Linked DNA regions of Zea mays: regions 2 and 3 are each linked to region 1. The links are chromatin contacts, called in public Hi-C maps. All regions are on one chromosome and are shown on one strand. Each heading gives the region's core, a stretch centred on a gene start, on an enhancer-like site or on the middle of the called end of the contact. The rest is flanking DNA. Distances are from core to core; before and after follow the strand shown. Region 1 holds the start of LOC100501575. Region 2 holds the start of LOC100193462 (Putative 1-phosphatidylinositol-4-phosphate 5-kinase/ zinc ion binding family). Region 3 holds the start of LOC100382314 (3-ketoacyl-CoA synthase).

Region 1 (4,391 bases), core at 712-3,211:
TTTTAGTCCTCTTATAATTTATTTAGGGAGTGTTTGGTTTGCCCCTGCTAAAATTTAGCCCCTATCACATCGAATGTTTGAACCTCCGTTCGGGGTATTAAATGTAGTCGGATTATAAAACTAATTTCTCAACCGAAGATTAAAAAGTGAGACAAATCTAGTATAGTTGGTTGGGTCTATATTTCATACTCCTATTTGAAAGTCAAACGCTTAATGTGACCCGGGCTAAACTTTAGTCCACAGAACCAAACACCCCCTTAATGTTTTTGAATAGTTTTAGCCCCTAAAACTAAATAGGGTAGGGACTAAACTTTAGTCTCCGTAACTAAATTTTAGTTTCTGGACTAAAGAAACCAAACGTGATCTTAGTCTCTAGGCTAGCTAGCACAGCAGTGACATGGAATAGGCCCATCGCTTAACAGACTATATCAACAATTACTTATATTCATCTTCTATTTTAAATCTCACTCTATTATTCTAGAAACAGCAGTGCTCGTTCTGCTGGTCATAGCCTATGGCCAGCGTATTGGATGGACGCACTCCCGAAAAGCGAAAACACAGGCCGGTGCCCGAAAGGACACGTAAGGTATCCGAGTGGTTTCAGACAAGTGATCCCTATTTCGCTCGCTTTCGTCTCGGCTACTTGCACAATCTATACTCCACGCACAGTACATACGGTACCATTTGACTGTTACTGAGTAAACTGAATATTATTGATTTTTTCAACGGCTGCAGTGTTCTGCTATTTTTAAAAATTTTGCTTACCTCATCATTGCCTACACTCCCTAAAAATACCCATTGACTCTTGTGATTTGTTGGCTCATCTATGTCTACGTCTATAAATTCTAGGTCTATTAGACAAAATTTCGAAGCTCAGGGTTGGGATAAGCATATTCCGTATGTCCTTTTACATTGACATTGTTTTTTTTTTCTCATAATTATAAACTATTTTTTTTAAAAAAAATAAGAACAGAGGCGAATGGCGAGATGCCTGTGCAATCTAGGAATTGTACGTTCCACAACAGTAATCTGCGAGGAGGGATCGAGGGCGTGGCGCGGTGCGTTACCTCTTTCCGGCTAGCCTTGACGCCCGGCGACGCGTACTCCGGAGTGCGGGGCAGCGCGGGCCACCTCTCCGGCGTCGTCGGCGCAGCCGCAGCGCCCGGCGGCATCATGAACCCAGTGCCCCAGTCGGGCGTCGCCGCGAACCTGGGGCTCCGGTCGGGCGTCTGCGGGAACGCGGCGGCGGCGGCGCCAGCGCCCCAGTCCGGAGTGGGCACGAACCGCGGGGTCCGGTCGGGCGTGGCGGCGGCGCAGAGCTGCATGATCCTGGCAGCGGCGTCGGCGGCGTCGCGGCTCTCGGCCATGAGCCTGTCGACCTCCGCCTTGGGCAGGCGCATCCGGAGGCGGACGGGCCCGCCGCCCTCGGAGGCCGTGGAGAGCGGGGACGGCGGCGCCGTGCCCGCGGAGGCGGCGAGGGAGAGGTCGGAGGTGGAGCGGCGCGTGAGCATGAGCGACTCGAGCCGCTCCCGCGCGCCGACGTGGAGCGCGCCGGACCAGGCGCGGCGCGGCGGGGCGGCCGGCCGGGGCAGCGCGACGAGGAAGTAGAGGCGGCCCGGGCGGAGCTGCGCGTCGTGCGCCAGCGGCCGGGCGCGGACGCCCAGCAGCTTCACCTCCTCCGACTCGAGCAGCTGGAACCCCGGGTGGTCGCGCAGCACCGTGCCCGCGGACGCCGGCGGCTTCACGCGGAACGCCGTGCCGTCCAGCTGCATCACCTTGGCGCCCTTGCGCCGCCCGCCGATGCTGTTGCCCATTGCAGTTTGCACGCGCGCGGCTTCTGCTGCTGCTGCTGTCTCCCCTTCGCTCCGGGTGGGTGGGTCCGTAGAGGGGGTGGTGCACGCAGACGCAGCTGGTGTTTCGCTTGGTTTTGGCCTGCCCCTGCTCTTCTTTCGCAGCTCGCGTTGGAGGCGTTGTTTGTGCGTAGCCGGTTAGGGCGTCAAGGAGGAATTAAAAAGGGAAGGGGGGAAAAGGCTAGGCTGCTACTGCTAGGGCCGGTTGGGGCCGAGGTCAAAGGAGACGGTGAGTATTCGGCTCAAGGACAAGGAAGGATGCATTTTGTAAATATTTTGTTAGGCATATGAAGGACAAAGAAACATTTGTTAGGCATATGACCGAAATCACTGATACCTCCGGTTGATACGTGCGAACGTTTCATAAATATGACTGAAAGCACCTTAAACGACTACTACAGTGTTTTTTTTTGCTCGTAGAATCTTTTAGTTGTGGCGGCTATTTTTTTTATTTATCTCTATATAGTGCATGTCATGGCTTCCCTTTTTAATATAACAATCAGCTCTCTTGTTGGTAAACTTTAAAAAAACATACTAGTCAAATGATGTCCAGTTGATCAAAACTTGCACAAATTACACAAACAATCCGGCTAGGGAACCGAAGAGGCCCTTAATAACCTTTATTTAATCTCTGAAACTAAAAATATTAGGGACTGGATTTTAGTTCCTGAACTCAACTCTCTATTTAGGTTAACGGAAACAAATTAAACAGGCGCTACTTATTTTTGTTATGGGGTCCCGTTTCTGCCGATGGCGGCTAACCGTGCATGTACAAATATCACTCAGTGCTCTCCAGATTGAGGTGTTGTTGACATTGCGAGTTTCAAACTGCATGCAGGTGCCGCCAGTCGGATGGCGCCTCGAGCGGACTGCTTGTTCCATTTCTCCGCCTGTCACGGCACGAACGAGCGCCCAGCTAGCGGCAAAGGTCGCCGGGACGGTGCGGGTTAGCCGTTGTCCTGGCCTGCCACGGCGGGAAGGGCTTGTTCCATCTGTCCGCCTGTCACGGCGCGGACGGAGCGTCCATCGCCAAGGTCAATTTACGCCGGGACGGCCGGCTACGGTACCCGGGCTGATCTGTCTGTATGTATCGCGCGCGAGCGCAACCCTGTCAAAATGTCAAAGCGCACGTGGCATTGCATTGATCAGTGCCGCTGCCGTGTCGCTCGCATACTCACATTTTGGGCACGCAGGCTCACAGGCGACGACGAGACAAGGCCATGCCGGTTCTTATAAAATTACGTTTGGAAACTAACTCCATCTTTCATACTCTAGGGTCACGCCCCTGCTCTATAGCGGTAAGATTAGACGTCTCACTCAGCAGGGGAAACGGAGAGGCTAGCGAGGGGATTCTAGTCTCTCTAATCTCCTTCGTTTCCCTTGCTGCCAAACATGTCCGTAGTCGGCGCTATAGCCCGTAGCATCTGTCCCACAATTCTAACCAAGCTTCCTCCTTTTCTCGGTCCAATCTCTATCACTCGTCCTTTATTTGTTTCTCATCTCTCTTTATTTCTATCCTTAGTCCTTTCCGACGTTCTCTAATTCGTTGATTCAACCTTTGGAGCTCATTTTTTGATCCTTAGATCTTGAAGACCAAAGCATCCTTCCCTTTTTTTCTCAATTTATACGCGTTGATTTGGTCCGCATAAGATGTGTTTTGCGAGCCTAGTTTTATAGGTAGATACAAGTTCAATTGATTTTGATTTTGGTATACAAGCAAAGTTATTAAAGTAGATCAGTTACATTTGCAAACACATGTTTAGTTTCTAGAGTCAGTGCATGTGTTTTATAATTAGGTTACGGTATTAATTGTTATATTTAGTTTTAGTTTAGGTGAAATTGGTTCTTATATACGATATTAACCATTACTTTTGGTTTGCACACGCTTGTTCCTCGTAGAATCGTGGGACTGTCATGCGTGTTTACACAGTTGAGTACTGACCGGGTGTGAAAAACAAAATGTGCACCGTGGTCGTTTTCTTTTAAAATATATATATATACTTCAGTTTTAGGCTCCGTTTGGAACGCCGAAAACTTTCGTATTTTCCATGTTTTTACTATAAAAAATGAACTAATTTATGTTAAATGCCTATACAACTCGTGCATTTTATGTTGTGCACAAATGACGTATCGGTACTATAACAATACACATTTTTGGTACATAAACGAAACATAATAGCAGAATAATCAAAGTCTGGTACGAGTATGTTGCAGCCTTTTGCTCCGACCACCATATGCATTGCCTTGTGTTGGCGCCGATCTGGACGCCAATCACTGTGACATGTACCGGTGGCGTTGTTCTTTGCGGCACGGATGATCCACGGCTTAGGAGTGAACGGTCTGCGACCCTGCGGTAGGAGCGAATTTTCTTTGTGTTGAGTCGAACAGTCTACACGTGCGCAGGGGCGGCGGCGATCGCCAACAGCATCTAGATCTCGCCTCCGGGAGGGACCCCGTTAGGGAGGTGAGATTCTAGTCATGTCTTGGGGTCGGCAGGCCAGTCAAGACGTGTCTAGACGACGTAGAGTCGAAGAGAGGTTA
Region 2 (4,391 bases), core at 605-3,104, 170 kb before region 1:
CATGCAATGGCACACTTTTCTCAACTAGCAAGACTTGTGGGCGTTGAGCCTCTATCTTTGCAACAGCATTCTTAAGATACTCCTTTTCCTGTACACATTGCATTTGAAAATCAATATTAAGAGCATATTGAGATAAATAAGCATGAACATGTAACTGGAAAATGATGATATGACCTGTTCAAGAATGCTGTTTATTGAAGCTAGTTTGTTCGTGACTTTCTGGTATTCTAGTGCTCCTCCCAAAAGAAGCAGCCTAGGGTTCTCATGTTTTGACACCATGCGTTTGTGTTTTACATTCTTAGAACAAACAACACCTTTAATGAAAGCACTGCAAACAGTTGGACAATCATTTAGCTCCAAAATACCATGGTGGAAATTTCATGTAATTCTTCAGTACAAGTTGTAGTCGAAGGGCATACCTATCATTTGGATTTCCTGATGCTACGCATTTGACTTTGACATAGTCTGTGGGATCCATGCTACCACCTTTGCTCGTGTCTGGCCTGACAAAGGTAGCTGCTTGCCAAGCTAATGAGGATACTATGTCTGGCCAGCCATCCACAGGATCAATGCCATGTCCTTCGAGCAATTGTGAGACGAGAGCCCTGAAATGCCCATGTAAAGCACTCCTCAAGAACTCTTTGTGAGATATACTATGTTTTCCTTTGATCCCTAACACATCATCATCATCTTCGCCGTCACAATAATCATGGTTAATATGTCCAAAGACCTTCCCATCACAAACATCATTGTCATCATCCTCATCATATTGAAAAGTACCATTTTCATCCTGAGGTGGTGGAGGATACCAGATGTGTCTACTCTCAAAATCAATTGGTTGCACATCATATTTCCTCTCTTCATCATCATGCCGAGGTGAACTCATAAAGCTAGAATCAACATCATCTGATCCCCGGCAAGAATTCCAAGGATATCTAGGAGAATGGCAACCCTTCCTTGAGGGAGGACTTGTGTCTCCTACTCCCAATTGTTTGATAGGACTATCTAATGGGCTCGAAGTCCCTAACCTGAAGGTATACATCCTACTAATACTTGTGCTCATCGAATCTGTATCAGAAGTGTCTTGAGAAAACTCACTCTGTGGGGAAAAGTACCTATCCGAATCATCACCATCTTCACATCCAACGCTCCTGCGCCCAGTAATTTCAATCAGTGAAAAGTCTATCAACGAGTTATCCCCTCCAAGGCTTAGGCAACCAAGAAAGTCAATTGCTCACCTCGGGGTTGAGCACCGGAGAGGACCAGGCGACGACATGCGCCACCAAGCAGCTAGTCTCGGCGCAGGCGGCGTAGAAACACGCTCTGGTGGGGACACTGGAGGCCCGTTGTCTCCGAGTCCGAGCCCACGCTGCTCCACGGCACTCCCTCGGCCTCCGTTAATAGGCCGAACGCCGAGGCCGCCGCTGTCCGTCATCGCAAGCACAGTCACCCAAGAATCGGACTTCTGCGCGACGGGCACTCCCATAAAAGCCCCAGAACAGCTAAAAAAGGCTACAGGAAACCCCAAGTTGGAAGTTCTTGATCTCTCTAAACTCTACACCAAAACCATCCACAAATCACAGGATACGTCCACACCAAACTGCAAACCTATGATTCGTTAGAGGGGAACTAAAAGGGACCCCGGGAAGCGTCTAATTCTAGCGTTCCTTGGCTCCTGTGTAGACGAGAAATTCCGTCGAGAACGTGGCGCGCGAGGAGGAAGCATGGCCCAAACCTCTCCAATCGAGCAGAGATGGGACTAGGCTGGAGGCAGCGGAGGACGAGGAGCGCGAATGGAGCTTGCAATTGGGGAAGGAGGAGACGGTGCCCATGTGGGAAGGAGGAAGCTTGTGCTAGTGCGGGAATGGAGGTAGTTATAGAGTAGGGGAAAAGGTGAGCGGGTAGAAGGGAAAAAAAATGTTAGGTGGGTGCTGCGGATTTTCTTACCGTTTTCTCCTCCCTTTTTAATTCCTTTCTTTTCCCTCGCCTTTCTTCTGTATCAAAACTTATTTTGTGTGACTTATTTCTAATCAAAGCGCGATTATATTCCAAAACAGAGGCTGTATTCATGTAATCCTGATGCACATGGTGTATATATTAAGACTATGTTTGTTTACCCTCGAGATTATATAATCCAATTTAAATAAGTTAAGACAAACAAACAATTCAGATTATTAGATAGATTATGGTCCCGTTTGGTTTGAGGGACTAAAGATTAGTCCCTCCATTTTAGTCTCATTTAGTTACTAAAATGCCAAACAGTAGGACTAAAACATGGACTAAATTGCTTTAGTCCCTCAAGATGTGGCTAAAAGGGACTAAACCATATTAATTCCACATTTACCCCTCATTTAGTTCAATTGTACTAATAGCAGGAGAATGTTAAAGTCATTTTAGTCTTCTTATGAGTCATTTAGTATATTCTTACTAGTTTTAGTCACTAGAACCAAACACGCTATGGACTAAACTTTAGTCCTCTAACTAAACTTTAGTCCCTAGACTAAAGAAACCAAACATGACCTATATAATCTAGATACCTACATTATGATGATGATAATCTATAAATAGGTCATTAGATGATTATACAACCTATAAACTGGATTATATAATCCTGAAAGAAAATAAACAGTGAATTATAATCATCTATCTAAAATGTCCATTGCTGACATGTGTATTTTGCAAATAACACCCTCTACTATTATTTTTCTCCACTTCCACCCACTCAGGAGATGTTATTTGTAACATACATAGAATAATAAGGGAAATTAGATTTAAAATAAACGATCATAATTCAATACATGCATCATGTGCACCAAATGTGCACCTGATATCTTCTCCCCGTATTTATATTAGGTGAATGTTTTCTTTCTATTATAAAAATGGGTCGAATTCCTTGGGAATGTGTCCCTCGTCTAAAAATGCGTTAATTTGGACATAGCCAATAATAACATTAGTTTATATTATTAAATTTTGTTTGTGCGACATTAGAGAATATGTTATTCGTCAATTCACACGACACATCATAAAACGTACTGATCATAATTATAAAATTGCTATTATTTATTATAATATGCTATATCAATAATTACATCTGTTTTAAAAAATAAGACGAGAGAATGTCTTCTGTCTTCAACCTCCTCTCGTCCTCGCAAGCTTCTCCTTCTTCATGGCTTACTCAATATTGCCCGCCACCGCTAGGCTCACACATAGGTGTGCCTAGGCCACCGCCACACCAACCAACCTTTTACTCCTACACTACCACCAATGCGCCCCCATGCCGAGGTGTCCAGGCTACCGACATCATACTGACAAAGCTTAAACCACAAAAAAGTCAATGAAATCTGTCTTTGAAAACTTGCAACGAAACTAAACTCACTAATGATCTAATGCAAAAATGTCTTGCCAATTCATCATCAAAGGAACCAGCTCAAACACCCAACGCGTTTAGGAACCTGCGCAGCAAAATACCAATATCACATGTTAATTACACGATCAACACTTGAGGCTCCCTGAACCCTCATGCACAGTGATGGAGGTAGAGGTGGGGCAGACAGGGCTCGAGCCTCGTACCGTGTTGGAACTTGCTCTCTGCTGCAAGTAGACCAACAAGGGTGAACAGTGGTGACAACAGGGTTACGTGCACGGGGGCAATAGCTCTGTTAATCTAGCCTCTCACGGGCACTGTGCGGGGGTATTTATAGGTATCTGAGTGCCCAGCGTCTCGTGTTAAGGACGCATGTGCCCTCAGACGCCTGGTTTATCCCCGGAATATTCTCATAAAGCAGGGTTACAAGATGTAATTACAAGTATGCCTTTACAAGTTAGGCCCGTAATACAGAGGCGGCCACGCGGGGCCCGTTACGATGGGCCAGATCACACGTGGGCCTTGGGGCTGAACGAGGCCGCGCCGTGGGAGGACGTCGCCGCAGGCCTTCGTCAAAGTGCCGAGTCCTGCGAAGGGTGTCCCTGCCCGCTTTGTCTCCGTCGGACCAGCGGCTGCAGCGAAGGCCTCGAGCGAAGGGTGGCGTCTTTGCCTTCGCCCCAACATTTGCCCTCCGAGGGACCAGTTCGACAAAGTCACCTGGTGCCGAAGACGTCGCTAGATGGCGGAGACGCTGCCCTCGCTCGAAGTGGTTCCGCGGGGGTTTTTGATGTGACCGTTGATGGACGGCGTACTGTTGGATTGCGGGTTTCCCGAAGAGCCGCGCCCTGCCTATAAAAGGGGGGCGGGGGCGGCGCTGTTTGAATTCTGCTTTCCGCGCTCCGTAAAACCCTAGCCGCCCGCCGTCTTGCTGCTCCTTTTCCTCCGCTGCTCCCTTTGCTCGTCGGCGTTCTGGCTCGAGTGAAGCAGACCGCCCGCCGCCGCCGACGGTACGTAGCAATGCCATCCT
Region 3 (4,391 bases), core at 922-3,421, 140 kb after region 1:
AATGGTTGCAGTATATGCGTGCCTAGCTTGCTTGGGGGCGTGGCAGAAGTACGCGCACGCTGCCAGCGGCAGGGTCGCGATAAATGGACGCCGGCCGGACTCGAACGAACAGCAGCAAACGGCCGGCGCAGCGGGCGCACGCAAGTGCAATGCAGCAGCAGGTTCAGAAAAGAGTCAGGTCACAACACGGGGCGTGCAGTGCCCATGCATGCCCATCCATCCATCTCTGCCTGTGGCTGTAGTAACTTCACTTCATAAATTATTCAGGTAGAGTACAATAATGCTTGCTATAGTAACATATGTAATGTAATCGATCCAACTCGCGGTACATTTTGGCTTGTTTTTAAAATGGACACAAGTAAATTATTAGTGGGAAAACAAATGTTGAAAAGGAAGGTAAAAAGAAGAAGAACAAGAAGAGAAGGAAGGGGTACACGATCTAGAGGAGCACGAGTACTATACGTGTGTAAATGGCCCGGATTTAACACGGTGTACCCTCTCGCAACCACCTGTCCGGGCTGGAGCGCACCGCACACATGGACGCGTCAGGCTCGGCATTCAACGCGTCCGGCCCGGCCAGCACCACAAGCAAGTCCAAAACACGCTGTCACGTCGTCGGTCACATACTCACATGCATGCCCGGCCTGATGTCCACGGGATAGCGGCTAGTGCTTGAGCACCTCGGGGATGTCCACGGGGTAGCGGCTGACGCTCTCCGCCCAGGGCCCCTCGGCGGTGCGCGCCGGCGCGATGCACTCCCAGGCCGCGCTGTTGCACTTGAACCCGGAGCCGAATCCGATCATCCACACGCGGTCGCCGCGGCGCATCCGGCCCTTGGCCTCGATGTACGCCAGCTCGTACCACACCGAGCTGCTCGACGTGTTGCCGAACCGGTGCAGCGCCATGCGCGACGCCTCCACGTCCTCGTCCGACAGGCCCAGGCTGCGCTGCAGCTCGTCGATCACCGCGCGGCCCCCCGCGTGGATGCAGAAGTGCTCGAACGCCGTGCGGAAGTCCGGGAGGTACGGCTTCACGCGCCGGTTCAGCACGCGCCGCGCGATGAAGGACAGCGCGAACAGGAGCTGCTCCGAGGCCGGCAGCACCAGCGGCCCGATGGCGGTGATGTTGGCCTTGAGCGCGTCGCCCGCGATGGTCATCAGGTCCTTGGACAGGTTGATCCCGCGGTGGCCCTCGCCGTCCTCCTCCTGGAACACGCACCGGTACGCGCTGTCCTGGGCGCCCGTCAGCGTGCGCACCACGCGGGCCAGGCGGAACCGGGCCCTGGACCGGGACGTGGACAGCAGCACGGCGGCGCCGCCGATGCGGAAGAGGCAGTTGGGCAGGAGCATGGCGCGCTCCTTGCCCACGTAGTAGTTTGGGGTGATGGTCTCCGTCGACACCACCAGCGCGTGCGCGCCCCGGCCCGCCACCTGCAGCAGGTTGCGCGCCAGCCCCACGGAGATGAGCCCGGCGCTGCACCCCATCCCGGACAGGTGCACATTGCGGACGTCCGGCCGCATCCCGTACCTGTTGATCACCATGTCCGTGAAGGACGGGACGGGCGCGAAGAGGCTGCAGTTCACCACCAGGATGTCGATGGCGCTGGGGCTGATGCCCGTCTTCGCGAGCAGGTCGTCGATGGCCGAGAAGATGACGAGCTCCACCTCCGCGCGCGAGGCCTCCATGTTCCGGTACGGCGGGATGTAGTGGTGGGCCGGGGGCAGGCAGGTCTCCTCGCCGAGGCCGGACCGCTCCAGCAGCCGCGTCATGAACCGGACGCTGCGCTCGTCGATGGAGGCCCCCTCCACGAACGTCACCAGCTTCGCGTGCTCCAGGAAGGTGGCGAAGGGGACGCGGCAGTTGGGCCGCGTGCGGAAGCAGGCGTAGTCCACCAGGTACACGGCCCGGGGCCGCAGCAGGACGTACAGTATCGCCGTGGCGGCCGCGACAAACACGGCGAGAAATACGTGCACCGCCCGGAGCGCCTGCAGCCTGCCGAGCAGCTCGTCCGGCCCGACGCGCGCCGCATTGACGACGGCCGCCACGGCCAGCGGCGCAGCGAGCACGGCGACGAAGTTGTTCACCACGAGCTGGTACAGCTGCTTCGGCTGAAGCGCCGCCGACGAACCCATGCTGTCTGCTGCGCGAGCGAGACGAGTGGCACTGTGGAGTGTGTGCGTGAGAGTGAGAGTGATCTTGGGAGCGGGAGGGTAGGATTTTAAAGCCGGTGGGATCAGCGAGGGAATTATCGACGCATGTTGGTGGGCCACGGAGGTCTTTATTCGCCCAGGCTAGCGAGCTGCTGCATTGGCATCGTTCACCGATAAATCTGATGAAATGATGCCGCTAATTAAAGTCCTTGCTTGTACGCACTGATGAACTCTCATCTCATCACCCCGAGGGCAGCAAAGCCATAAACGAAAATTTGAAATTATCCTACACAATTGGAACGTACATGTGTACTAGCAAATCTTAACCTTTTTTTGTGTTTTGTGGCAATTTATTTTTGTACTACAGTATAGTACTGTTGGCACCGATTTAAACGCCAATCACTAGAGATGAACGAACACTAATTTGGACGCCAATCATTAGAGATGAACCGTCTTACGGCGCTCTCTACGGGAGCGCGGACGGTCCACGACCTCGCTACAGGAGTGGCTTCTCCATGTGCGTTTGCTGGTGGTCCGTGCTATGGACCGAACTGTTCACACGTGCGTAGAGGGTCTTCTTCTCCGCGAATAACCTAAATCGTGCCTCCCCGGAGTGACCCCTGTCGAGGAGGAGAGTTCCAGGGATTGTCTTGGGGTCGGCAGACCACCCAATACGCCTCTGGTCAACGTAGAGCCGAACAGTGGTGAAGACTGAAGAAATAGGTCGAGAAAGGCTAAAATAGGGCTAGACAAAGGCTAGATTACTCCTACTCCTAAGTAATAGAAAGAACAATGCAAATAAGGTAAATATGATAAATTGGTTTGATTAGATTGATTGCAGGTTCAATTGACCGTAATCCTTTATCTATATAAGGAGAAGAGAATATGCACACCAAATCACGAATTGAGAGGACAGATATACAAATGTAAACCACGTCGATTCTAGAGGACGCACTTGTGCGTAGAGGTGAAAACGACCAGTAAACACTAAAATTATTTTTGTTTTCATATTTTTTTCTCGGAAACGAGATCGAAAGCGGTAACTTCAGAAACGAAAACTATATCGGTAATTCAGAAATATTGGAAACGAAAGTTCAGTATGAAAATTGTATCAGTTACGATGGAAATCTAAAATACGATCGGTAAAAGTTGTAACATGTGCCCTCAACTGACTTAAAAAATTCACGCAAGTCATACATTTATAAAAAAATAGTAATAATATTATGGTAGGAGGTCACAATAAATATATAAGGTAAGAAGTCATACAATAATAAAATCATAATTATGTATTTAAATAAAGTAGAATCTATAATGATACGACACTTACATTCTAATTGCACTCCTACTATTTGGCATAGTAATATAATTAGTATCCTCTTAGGGTGTGTTTGGTTTGACTTTTGGCTTTGGCTTTTGCCCTCCTAAAAACCAAAAGCCAACCAAAGGGCTGGATCCAGGAATCAGCTTTTTCTAAAAGCCGACTTTCTCGTAGTGTAAATCTGAAAGCACCTTTGGACCTGCTTTTAGTGGCTTTTCGGATGTAACTGTGAAAACATATATTGAAGAATTTTTAACGACTTTTAGTGGTTTCCATCAAACGGTTTTTAGCTTTTTAACAGCTTACAGCCTACAGCAGCTTTTTTCACAGCTCACAGCCCACAGCAACTTTTTTCACAGGCACAGCCCAACCAAACAGACCCTTAGTACCTCTTAAGTTCTCGTACAAATTATGAGTATATGTATTAAGAGTAGTAACAAGTAAGAAAACATAAATAAGATTTATAAAAGTTTCAAACAATTCGAAAGTATACACCATTGGATAGATCTTGATTTTAGGAAAATAATAAAATTAGTTTCATATTTTTCTAAGCTATGACGAATTTATTATGAATTTATAAATACTAGTTCATATTTAATATTTTTTCTGAAAAATACTGAATTTATTATCTACGGTAAAATACCGAATAAAAACGGTAATTTCTGGAAACAGATGGAAGAGACTCAAACCGTTTCCATTTGATGGAGAAGGGCTCGGTGGCGGAGTGGTGGCAGGAGGAGGGCTCGACGACGACGGGGGTGGCGCAGTAGGGGTGACAGGCTGGGAGAAACAAACGTGGTGTCAAGAGAAAACATGGAGAAAGAAAGGAAGTCGACCGTTTAAAAAGGTCTATTTTCGACGGTCAGGGTTCGACCATCGAAAATAAGTATTTACTTTCAGTGGCTATGTCAATGACCACGTAA

Evidence for each region. A called contact is a pair of places that touch in the nucleus more often than the background predicts.
Region 2: a Hi-C map of leaf shows a contact between it and region 1, with 6 times the contacts expected there. The contact joins the promoter of LOC100193462 here to the promoter of LOC100501575 in region 1. A contact is called at or near these places in 11 of 25 Hi-C or Micro-C datasets (bundle sheath, leaf, root tip and 2 more) and 1 of 3 datasets of contacts at active chromatin or transcription factors (leaf).
Region 3: a Hi-C map of ear shows a contact between it and region 1, with 2.8 times the contacts expected there. The contact joins the promoter of LOC100382314 here to the promoter of LOC100501575 in region 1. A contact is called at or near these places in 8 of 25 Hi-C or Micro-C datasets (ear, endosperm, leaf and 2 more).

What each region holds. Positions count from the first base shown.
Region 1 is chr6:128,508,751-128,513,141 of Zm-B73-REFERENCE-NAM-5.0, reverse strand. It overlaps LOC100501575, which reads right to left and starts at 1,961. Exons shown (of 2, transcript NM_001196266.1): 1 at 1,068-1,961. The coding sequence starts at 1,814.
Region 2 is chr6:128,677,768-128,682,158 of Zm-B73-REFERENCE-NAM-5.0, reverse strand. It overlaps LOC100193462 (Putative 1-phosphatidylinositol-4-phosphate 5-kinase/ zinc ion binding family), which reads right to left and starts at 1,854. Exons shown (of 11, transcript NM_001358738.1): 1 at 1,239-1,854; 2 at 420-1,151; 3 at 175-328; 4 at 1-88. The coding sequence starts at 1,486.
Region 3 is chr6:128,367,267-128,371,657 of Zm-B73-REFERENCE-NAM-5.0, reverse strand. LOC100382314 (3-ketoacyl-CoA synthase) reads right to left here and starts at 2,171. Exons shown (of 1, transcript NM_001175063.2): 1 at 340-2,171. The coding sequence starts at 2,132. The coding sequence ends at 666.